Linked DNA regions of Zea mays: region 2 is linked to region 1. The links are chromatin contacts, called in public Hi-C maps. All regions are on one chromosome and are shown on one strand. Each heading gives the region's core, a stretch centred on a gene start, on an enhancer-like site or on the middle of the called end of the contact. The rest is flanking DNA. Distances are from core to core; before and after follow the strand shown. Region 1 holds the start of LOC100281714. Region 2 holds the start of LOC100282563 (metabolite transport protein csbC).

Region 1 (5,634 bases), core at 1,753-4,252:
GATATACAAATCGAGATTTATGTTCTGTGGCATCGCACGGGCACCTACCTAATTATCTTAAATATATGCATGTACAAATTCAGAAGTAAAAAGGAAGTCTATGTTATGTGTGAGCATTGCATATTGTATATATACCATGTGTACTGAGAAGGAAGGCAAAGAAGGCGATTAGATGGAGATCAGACACAGCTCCATCCATGGCCATCGACGCTGCTCTGCTGCCCTCCCTGCCTCAAAGATAAGAAAAGAGCAGAACTCGTCCTATATATATAGGATGCGGCTCCGTGCGTTCGCTCGCCCATTCCGTGGAGACGCTCCATGTTTTAACGTACACGCATGTTGTTGTTGAAGCTAAACAATTCTTGTATCCAGTAGCATGGTGCCATGGACGTCATCCTCTCTTTGTCGCCAAACCTGCACTGACAGAGGGTGGAGCCTAAGTTCCTGTGGCCTGGTGAGTGTGCATGACCCATACAATACAACAAACTAACCAGCCCGAGTTTTCATCTTCACGCCGAGAGCAGCTGGTTGACAACTTCATGGTCAGAATGACCTTCAAACTGTGCGAGCTTTCGGGTGCAGGGATTCAATCAGAAAGCACAAAGGAAATGTACAAATGCCAAAGGTATTCGCTATAAAAACCGTCCAATTTCATGACACATGAACAACACCACCCTGGCACGGCTAGGCCTGGTGCCAAACGAGGTTCAAACCGCAGCCGGCCGGCTCCTCCCTTGGAGCCTCAAGCCCTTAACCACCGGGCTATATACCCAATTTCAGCACATATATTACCTACAAGAAACATCTGCCCCTGCGCCCCTGCAACAGTTAGGTGCTTGTCAAGACTAATTTGCACTTCAGTGGAACTCGATGGTTTAGTTGCAGGGTACTCGATAATTTAAATGTGAGGCGACCAGCAGAACAGGAATGATTCAAACGCCCAAATGTTCATCAAACCTTGTGTTCCATCCACAGTATTTGTTTGCTTTAAGTAGTCATCATTTATTTCCAACTTCTGAGCAAACGAGTGACGAATCTCTAGGCAATCCTCATATCTAAATGGTACTCCCTCTGTCCCAAATAAAAATTTATTTTGGGATGTTAATAGATTCATACAATACTTGATGTATATGTTTTATATATATGTATATATTTATCATCATTCATTTGAATATAAACATAAAAAATAAGAGCTAAAACAAATAGTACTATGGGACGGAGGGAGTACCATAAAATCTTGCAGACCTGAGAGCACACATGAACTATTGCAAAGCATGTTGTAACAGATTCCCATATCATGCTGGAATTGTGGTGAGCTTCTATGGAATTGTGTTGAGCTTCTAGAAGCACCAAATCTATAACTGATGTAAGACAATTATGCAAATTCTTATTGAGGAAGTTAGATTTTCAATACCCAAAAAGAATAACTCAGTTAAACAAAGTTTACCCTGGCAAAGACCTTTTTCCACAATTGCTTAAAAAGATACTGTATTACCCTTTTTCCTAGGGTGATAACAAAATTCAGTAGATTGCATGATCAGAAAACACAGAATATATTCAACCCCAGTAAAATCATTCCATACCTTCCAGGCATTGCATTCAAGATTCTAACTATCTGGGATACATCACAAACAACACGCTAAAGTAAATTTACATTGCATAGAGGAACAAGCAGCAATTGAACATTTGACAAGCGTCGGCTTGCTTTTGCGATATCCTCCCTCTACTCAGGGATTTGCGCCAATTGCTGCTGTAGCACTATCCCATATCTCCACAGGCAGCTGATCAGCTCTGGCCAATGCCATCCTGCTGCCACCAAATGCCCAGCTCACAATCTTGGGCTTTGTGGATAGTTCACTGCCAACCCAATTCCTCCTCATCACCTTCTTTCCACTGGCTTCTGGTGCCAATCCCACCTGACTCCACACCTCAACGTCCGCGCCTCGTGCCACAAACACCCAACTGCAGTAGCACTCAATTCTACAACCATTCCTCTCTTTCCTTCCAGATGATGCGGCTGCAGCCGCCTTCTATCCATCGCCAATGCACACCCATGGCTCCAATCCAACGCCACCACCGTTACCAAGCCTCCTCAGGTCAGCCATGAACACCTCACTGGATGCTGCACCCACCTTGAACACCGCTGACAGTGCGTCAGACGCGGCAACATCAGCAAAGCAATCCTCCTTCTCCCTGACCTCCCACACTGGCACCGTGGCGCTCGCCCGAACATCCCAAAGACGTATGTCCCCCACCACCCCGGCCGGCCCAGAGTGAGAGCTGGCGGCGAGAAGGAGGCTGTGCCCACCAAGCCACGCGAGCTTGCTCGCTGGGATCGCAGCCTCGATGTTCCGAACACCTCCTTCCGCCCGATTTCCACTACAGGAGTCAGGACGCGGCGAGCAGTAATGGCGGCGAGGAGGGGGCGACAGTGGTAGAGGAGAGGAGGTGCGCGACTGTCTGCGAGATGAGGAGCGACCGACGGCGGGTGAGGAGCCGCCGCGCGAGAGCCGCGCGACCGACGGAGAGCCTGCGGGCGCGGGCATATCTAGGGTTTTTCCTAGATGGGCCGTTTACAATTGAATTGATAGATGGGCCTCATATCAGCCAGCCAAATAAATTTCATGTTCTCTACCGCGGCACAAATAAATGGTACCATATCGGCTAGCAAAAGAGTGCGGCAGCAACTTATAAACGTGGCTGCTACAGAGAAAGCAATTAGCTCTTGTAATCAGTTAGTGGTATATTGTAAACATGTATTGAACTTTTGTGCGCACGGATGGACGATCCAGATTGAACAACAGCCATGCGGGCTACCCTTAGAGCCTTAATAAGTAGTAGAGATAATACTTTGTCCTTATATATATTTTATTTAAATCCATTTGCCTGAAGTTTGCTGTTGGAAGCAAAGCTGCTTGAGTCTCCGACATTACTTTTTTTTTCTCACCGTCGCGTCTTGCGCTGCAAAATCTAATCCGTTTCCGACCTTCTAGAAGCCTTCAACCCGCCACTTTGCCCACTCTCCTCTTCCTTCTTTGCTACCCATTTCGTCGCAGTAGTCGGCAGTCGAAACCCTAGTCCCCTCGCTTTCCTTCCACTCGCCGTCGCGGCGCCGATAGAGCCAGAGCTGAAAGGCGTAGGAAAAGCTGGTGGAGGAGGGGATGGACCGGATCGTAGGCAGCAAGTACAAGCTGGGTCGCAAGATCGGAAGCGGTTCCTTCGGGGAGATCTACCTCGGTTCGACCTCGATCACGACAGCTGTTGTTCACTTTGCTTGGTGTTTGGATCTGACGAGGTTTTGGTGCTGTGCTTGTTGTTGTCCCCTCCCTCTCTATGCAGCGACGCACGTCGACACCTACGAGATCGTCGCCGTCAAGATTGTGAGCCCCCGTTCCCTCAGCCGTCCCTCGTTTTTGTTTGATTTTGTTGGAATTCGTCTATGGTTTCGCGGCTTCTTGCTATGCTTATTGCGGCGCGCAGTAGGGTTATGAGGTGGAGCTTAAAATTGTGTAATGTTGATTCAGCGTCCTGGACCCCTCAGGTTTTTGTGCTCTAGGTTACTTGCAACCTCTTTGTAAAAAAAATGAAAACGAAACCATCTCTGTAAAATGACATCTGTTAGGACATGATAAGTAGTCATTTGATGAAGTTACAAATGAATGGAGTTATTATATGACAACACATTGCAAATTAATATATGCTGTAGATGTGTATTTGCCATGTTTATTTTTGGAACTTATGTTTATTATTATGTACAGGAAAGCAGCAAAACCAATCATCCACAGTTGCTATATGAGGCCAAACTGTACAATGCTCTTCAAGGAGGGAGTATGCGTTTGAGTACATACAAATCTTACTTTGCTGATTGTTATACCATTATCTGTGTTGAATTGTTGCTATTTTGAATCCATGTAGCTGGTATCGCAAACATAAAATGGTGCGGCATTGACGGCGATGAAAACATTCTTGTTATTGATTTACTCGGACCAAGCCTTGAAGATCTGTTTGTTTATTGTGGCCGGAGATTCTCACTGAAGACGGTCTTGATGCTAGCGGACCAGATGGTAATAATTCTTCTCCAACCTCCCTAGGTTTTATTTACTATTGTGATGAATTTGTGAAAGGTGCCAATCACTTATGTTTATTTCTCAGTGATGCTTGTGTAGCACTCTTACAGTGCATCCCACGATTGCTACATATGCCATTAGCACTTGTTTGTGATCGACTGGATTATGCCATATGTAAGGAACACTCAAATTCAAGTGAATTACACTCAAATTTAAGTGGATCACACACAAATAGCTGACAGTGGAACACACAATCTCAAGTGATTTACACAGTAGCTACATTGAGATGGCACATGAGCAGAACAGCAAAATAGTCCTGCCTTTCTGTTCCTTATTTAACCTTAAAAAATCACCTCTTTTTTACCCATGCTGTAGTTGGTTGAAACTGGTTTTCATTTACTATTACAGATAACAAGAATAGAATTTATGCATTCTAAAGGCTATCTGCACAGAGACATCAAGCCTGATAACTTCCTCATGGGCCTTGGTCGAAAAGCTAACCAGGTTTGTATGTGGGCGCTTTCTGTTTTAGCTTGCAGATTGTTATACAACTGGAAGCATACCCGTGCATTGCTGCGGGGACCACAAATAATTTGGAATGAAATTAGACGACTAATATTTACTTGCATGAAGGTATAAACTATTATAAAGGAATTTTTAGTTGATGTGTGGTATGCTGACATGGACAAATAAATGCTTGTTAGTGGATGTGGCTTGCTATTCGTCATCATCACCCACCCTGAAATGGCTTAACAAAAATTACGAATGGTGGGTGACCATCACCTAGGGTTGAGGATCCATTATCGACGGCTAACATCAAATCCTATCAATCGGAGGGCGGAGGAGAAGGCTGGTTGGCGTGACCTGTGGTGGAGCGGCGGTCTGGAGGCGCGACCAATGGGGCGGCGGTGGTCCGATGGCGGATAAAAAGCTTGTGTCACACACGTTGGATCTGGCTGTCTCACTGCGCAGGAAAGGGGAAAAAAAGCGCGATAGACTTGTCTACCCCGCTGCGCGGAGAAGAGAAAAAAAATGAACATGCGGATGTGAAGAAATTGACGCCAACTGTGTTTAGGGAGTGATTATCGAGTTGCCAAACTTGGGGAGTAAATGGGGTTGGATAGCAAGTAATGAAATTTAGCAAATCTATTTGGAGAATTATTGGTGAAGCATTTTTCTGTTCACTTCTTAAATTTAAGGTTTAGGGAGTTGTTTAGAGAACTATTAGAGTTGCTCTTATAATGCAATTGTTTCCGTATTCCTTATTTATCCACTGGAACAATCTGGTTGGTTCTTTGCGCCGAGTTTTGGCGCAGCACCTATATTTCAGTTCATCCTTGTCTTCCAAGGGTTTCATAATTGGACGTTGAACCCATTCATATGATGGGAGTTGCCGGTGTATTTGGCGTAGCTCTGCTATGTGCTATCCTTGGGGCTATTATAGAAAACACTCTATTTGAAGATGGCGATGGTGCAAATACCATCCGAACTTTTAACCCAACTCAAGTTAAAGAAACTGATTCAATGGTCACTGCTAACCGCTTTTAACCCAACTCAAGCTGAAGAG
Region 2 (5,766 bases), core at 3,042-5,541, 720 kb before region 1:
GCATATGCAGTTAGATCATCATGAAATCATTGTGATTCTGTTGTGTTCTAAAATAATTCCTTTGTATTTGTGTGCTATCGATATGAGCAGTAAATTTTGAAAATGGTATTTACCAACCTACTCAACCATTACTCAAAACATAATGGTCTTTTATGTTTGCTTTTATGCAGACTACTCAATTGGCACACTCTTTTCTTGTACTACTCTCCATATATCTTGTTCACTATTTGAGAGATGGCAAGCTATTTCAGTGATTAGGACCATGTTGCAACGTATTTTACTTTTCTAGCTAACAAAGTAGCTTCGTTTCTTGTTTGCTTTGCAAGACTTCATTTCATTATTCAATACTTGTCATAGTTGTCTCTTGAAAATTGAAATGTAATCCGGCCTAACATTTATGTTGTCCTGAATTTAACGTGATCATTTGGATCTGTCGCTTCAGTTTCTTTAACCAAGCCAAGTTATACTTGTAGGTGGCCACTTTTATTGTCCAAATGATTATGCATGATGCCACAGGGCTTTCTATGCTATGAGGATATATGCAAAAGGTTGACCAGAAATATTATTCCAAAATGGGTTAATCGACTTGCTAGAATGGGTAGGAATTCTTGAAACATATGTTTTCTCGGCCATTAATATTGCTACCTAATAGTTACTGCAGAGTTTGTATATCTAAATAGACATCTAAATGGTGGGTAGGAAATATTTTTGTATGTATGACTTAGATAGCAACTCTTGATCCTAAGCATTATAGAAACCTTATGCAACTAAAGTTACTATAGATTTTTGCTTTGGTTTGGTTTCCAAGATGCAAGCAAGTTAAACTACTACTTAAAAAATTCTATTGAAAAGATCATAAGATGAGCTGATGGCTATTGATCCTAAGCTTTATAGAAACCTTATGCATCTATTTTTTGCCAATAGTTTCTACATGATCTTGCCATTCATTTAACCATCGATGAAGTCAATTTCGATGTTGTAACCATTGAATCTATTGTTGTTAGTGTTCAAAACAGTAAGTCCCCTGCCTGTTTGAGAAACAATGTTATTATTGTGCTTGCTTTAAAAGTCATTGTCCCCGGAGCTACTGTGGTGTCTCCTAATGCCATCAGTGCAGCCTCAGAAGTTCTATATGCTATTGAGTTAAGTGAAAGTCACTCTCTTCCTGTTGCCAGGCTTGTTTGTTTTTCCATCATCCTAAGTTTGGTTTCTTCGACGAGTGCACCAAGTATGTGTTCTGTCGCAGTGCTCCTTTTGATTCCTTGCATTTACTTCTCTTTCCTTAGACTGACTGCAGCGGTCGACGCTACCGCCCCCTCCCCTTGCATGTCGGCTGTAGGGGGCACCCTATGGCCGCAGCGGTGCCCCTACAGCGCCCCCTACGTGTCGGTCCCCTTCTCTCTCCCCCCCAGATCTAGTGTGTCACTGTTCATCACCCTAAACACTGTGTTGTGGGTCCACAAGTAATTGTTAGTAGATAAAAAATTGATAGTTGGTATAGAAAATAATATTTTATAGTGGTAGTGGGGTATAGGGGGAGTATTTAGGGGGAACCGCTGCGGGAGATGAAAAAATAGGGGGGGGGAATAGGGGGAAAAGTGATATAGGGGAAAAAATTTAGGGGTAACGGTTGCGGATATCCTTATCGATTATTGTGGGTCCTAAATTCTTACTTGATTGCAGTGCTACAAACGTTGATCTTGAAGAGCATTTGTACAGACTTGCAACTAGAATGGGCATAGATGTGATCACTTCCTCTCAAGTAAGCATTTGGACAATCCCTGTGAATTACATTTACAGTTCCCTAATCTTCCTTTAATTGATAAGCTGACATCAAGTCCTGTCATAGTTGTAGGTACATGTGTTAAAATGTTAACCTTTTGTTGAAAAAAATCAACTCACTTGCTAACCACTTATGTGTTGCTTTGGTCCAGTCATTGACTTTGATAACATTGACATGCTTGGAGGAAATATGATGCAAGTAAGGAAGTTCTGTTGTCTATCCAATTAGTTCAGATTAGTGTATGTGTCATTTGTACTACATGTCTTAATAATGAGTTATCTTTCTCAGATTATGTTGGTACCTTCCTCTGTACTGACTGCAAAAGCGCTTTTCAATACGATCTCAGAGGCTCTACAAGGAAATCTTTGAGCCAGCTATTCAGGCTACCCTATTTGCTACCGTCGGGCAATGTAGTGCTGCTGTAACACTGAGGATGTTGTACTAACACGACATCATATTGAAAAGCTTTTGAGAGCAATATTTCTCGGCCTTTTAGCTAAGGTGTAATATTTGTGCTTATTAGTTTAATATCTGATATGTGAACTATATGTTCACTCTGATATTAATTTTTATTTTTATTTTATGGATATTAAATATGTTTGTGTGTCGTTGCAACGCACGGGCACTCAACTAGTAAATGATTATTTTTTGGTAGCCATATATATTACAATATGTTGTTTCAATATGCCTAGATGAGAAGTTTCAATTAATCACAATACTACTTTATTTTTATACTCTGTGCGACGATGTTTTCGCTTTTTACGCCCGATTCCGATCCGTTATCAATTTGTTCTATCCGTTTTGGTTCATTTTCGTTACCCAAAGGTCTCGTTTCTGAAATAAAATGCGAAAATAAAAACGAGAGGGGTTATCTCGACCGATCCCGTTGTTTTTATCCATACCTCTATTTATAGGATGGATTCTAAGACTTTAAAAATAGACGTTTAAAACAAACAGTTAGAACGACGCAAACCAATCAAAAGACGACACGTGGCAATAATCTGTCGTCAGTATAAACCGGTTCAGATCGATACCGACTGATTCTCTAACGCATTAGACGGTACCGACTGATTTAGCTTCAAAACGATCGATATAAATTAGACTGGCCATCTCGCCCGATTGAACCAACCGACGTTGAAGCCAGGTCGGTTCGCGAGTTCACCCACGTTGTCGGTCGGTGTCGTCCACAGTAGAAACCAGCATTTTGTGGCATACTAGCAAAGTGCACGTACATTGCTACATATGCATTTATAAATATAGAATATCAAATATAGAGACATGTGTGTTCTGTTGAGATCGATGTGAATGTGGGTTTAGAATGAACAACTATGATTCGAATCTTAATTTATATATAATTTTAACTTTTACTATTTAATTATGGGAAGCACAGCGACCATAAAAACTGATGCTTTATATACTACTAGAGACTTTAGCCATCAACGAATGATGTGCCTATAAATGTTTTTTAGTCGTCCAAGAACATTTATGTTTTAACCTATTTTAATTCCACAAGGCTGCAATTAGTTGCATGTTAAGATCGACCTTATGGCGGTTGTGGTCTTGTTATATCTGGATGAGATTATGATTTATGATAGTCCTAATCCTCGAGCTAATATATGCTTCTTATGTACCCGTCACAAAATGATTTTTTATGTATAAGCTACACCGTACAATACATCATTTATTCACGTGGGTCGCTCTTGAATATAGCTAATCCTCTTCTCTCGTCCCTAATTTCGATAGTGCTGTTATATTATATGTCATGTAAAATATCCTCCCGTATATCTTCGTGTATACATGAGTATAGTCCTAAGAGGGTCTTATCTTATACCATATCAACATGAGTTTAAGGAACCTAGAAAAATACATTTCAAGAGTTCAAAGACTCGGATGTTATTTTACACTAGCATGTATTACGTGTTAACACTATGATTCCAGTGAGGGATGGTTCGACAGCAGCGGTGACATGAGTGAGATGAGACAGAGGAGGCTAGGATAGCGGGTCGCAGAGAGAGTGATGAGAGGTGATATAAATATTATTGTTCATTGGATTTAAATGAGCAGATGAGATAAAGTTATCTAGCGATATGAACCATTCATTTTGATGTGTGTTAATTCTAGATGTAATTTGTTTGGTGGATTTAGTGGTGGTTATGAGTGTGCGAGTGATTTGGTTGGTTGAATTTTGCAAAATTTAAAGTGATAGATTATATTGATTATTGATGATTATTGATATTGATTATTGAACAACAGAATAAGTTTGGAAACAATTGGTGTAAGCTTTTTTTCTGCCTCTTGTAAATTCAATAATGTCAAGGGCTAGCACGCAAATGCCTTTCCCTCCACCGTGCGCTCCTCCTGCCGCAGGAACCGACAGACGACAGCAGTGTAGTATCTTCCAAAAGCAAAGGTGGCTTGCTGCGTGTCACCCCCGTGTTGGCCTGGCAGCACGACCTCATCACGGCACGGCGTCCTTAAGCTTCCCTTCCGGCCTTCCCCCACCTCCCACCCGCGATCTCCGCGACCGCAAGCAGCTCGGCAGGCAGGCCTCCACCGCTCCACCACCTCCACTCGGTCTACGTGCTCCGTCACCAAACCCACCCGGGCCAACGCCGAAGCAACCCCCCCTCCGTCCTCCCCAGATCCGGCGCCGCCTCCGCCCTCACTTACACTAGCACGCACGGCGGACACGTCGCCTCCCCCGCGCGATCTGATGCAGGCGCACGCGGTGGCCAGGTAAACAAGCCTCCCACAGTCCCACTCCCGATTAATTTACTTAACCGCCGCTATTAATACACCGTCCCGCCCGCCCGCCCGCCCCCTCCTCGGCTCCTCCTTCCCACGTCGCTCACCTTCCTCCCCTGGGACCGGCCCAGATCTCTCACCCCCCGAGCTGGGTCCTCATTCCCGAACCCTCCAATCCCTTCCCCATGGTGCACTGGTTCTGCGGCCGAATCGCTTAATCGCTTATTGGTCTCTGTGGAATCAGCGGCGATGCGGTGGAAGCTTAACTCCTCCGTCTACAAGCGCGTGCCGTCCAGGGAAACCGCCATGGAACCCGACGTCGAGACGCCAAGTTCGTGCCGCATGTTTCCCCCGGTTCCTCTTACCACCGGTTAATTTATGGTGAGATTTGAATCTCATTTCATTTTCCCATTTCCATGTCTGCAGTGAGAATGACGGACGGCGGCGGCAGCGGCGCGGGGCCGTCGTGGCGCATGTCGTTGCCGCATGTCTGTGTCGCCACGCTCACCTCGTTCCTCTTTGGATACCACTCCGGGTGCGTGGCCTTCCGCCCACGTTTTCAGCACTTTTGATTGCTCTATTGCCCTCATCTGAAAGTCGTGCTCATTTGGTGCCTTGATGGTGATGACGCAGGGTGGTGAACGAGCCCTTGGAGGTCATCTCCGCTGACCTTGGCTTCGCCGGCAACACTCTTGCTGAAGGTACGGTGCACTTCTTCTGCTAATTGTGGTGGTTTTGGTCAGTTTATTTACTTATTATTAGGCTCATGTTGTGCTTGGGCTTCTGTTGGGTGCAGGGCTCGTGGTGAGTATCTGTTTGGGAGGAGCTTTTGTTGGGTGCCTCTTCAGCGGCTCCATCGCAGATGGTATTGGGCGACGCCGTGCGTTCCAGCTCAGTGCGCTGCCTATGATTATTGGTGCTGCCATAAGGTGACATTATGTGTTACTTGATTTGTCTTTCGCTTTCACTAGATTCTGTCACTGGTTGGTTTACTGTTTTATTTAATTGCCACTTGCTAACATTCATTATTCTTTGGTTGGGTCAGCAGAAGTTGTTTAATTTTTTTGTCAAACAATTATGTACTACTCCATGGACCTTGGGGTATACCACCTGGTGATTGGCTTGCTGGTGAATTGGTCTCTTGGACTGGTGTTAGTCATGCTGTTTCAATTGCTGAATAGTTCAATATGGGTTCAAGAACTCTTACCTTTCCTGTTTCTCCTGGAACGTGGTGCAAC

What was found. A called contact is a pair of places that touch in the nucleus more often than the background predicts.
Region 2: a contact with region 1 is called in a Hi-C map of leaf, with 7 times the contacts expected there. The contact joins the promoter of LOC100282563 here to the promoter of LOC100281714 in region 1. A contact is called at or near these places in 3 of 25 Hi-C or Micro-C datasets (leaf and tassel).

What each region holds. Positions count from the first base shown.
Region 1 is chr4:228,761,312-228,766,945 of Zm-B73-REFERENCE-NAM-5.0, reverse strand. It overlaps LOC100281714, which reads left to right and starts at 3,002. Exons shown (of 15, transcript NM_001154634.2): 1 at 3,002-3,237; 2 at 3,340-3,380; 3 at 3,759-3,828; 4 at 3,916-4,064; 5 at 4,476-4,571. The coding sequence starts at 3,162.
Region 2 is chr4:229,483,633-229,489,398 of Zm-B73-REFERENCE-NAM-5.0, reverse strand. It overlaps LOC100282563 (metabolite transport protein csbC), which reads left to right and starts at 4,291. Exons shown (of 15, transcript NM_001155471.1): 1 at 4,291-4,519; 2 at 4,773-4,859; 3 at 4,955-5,063; 4 at 5,162-5,229; 5 at 5,325-5,457. The coding sequence starts at 4,778. It also overlaps the pseudogene LOC111591464.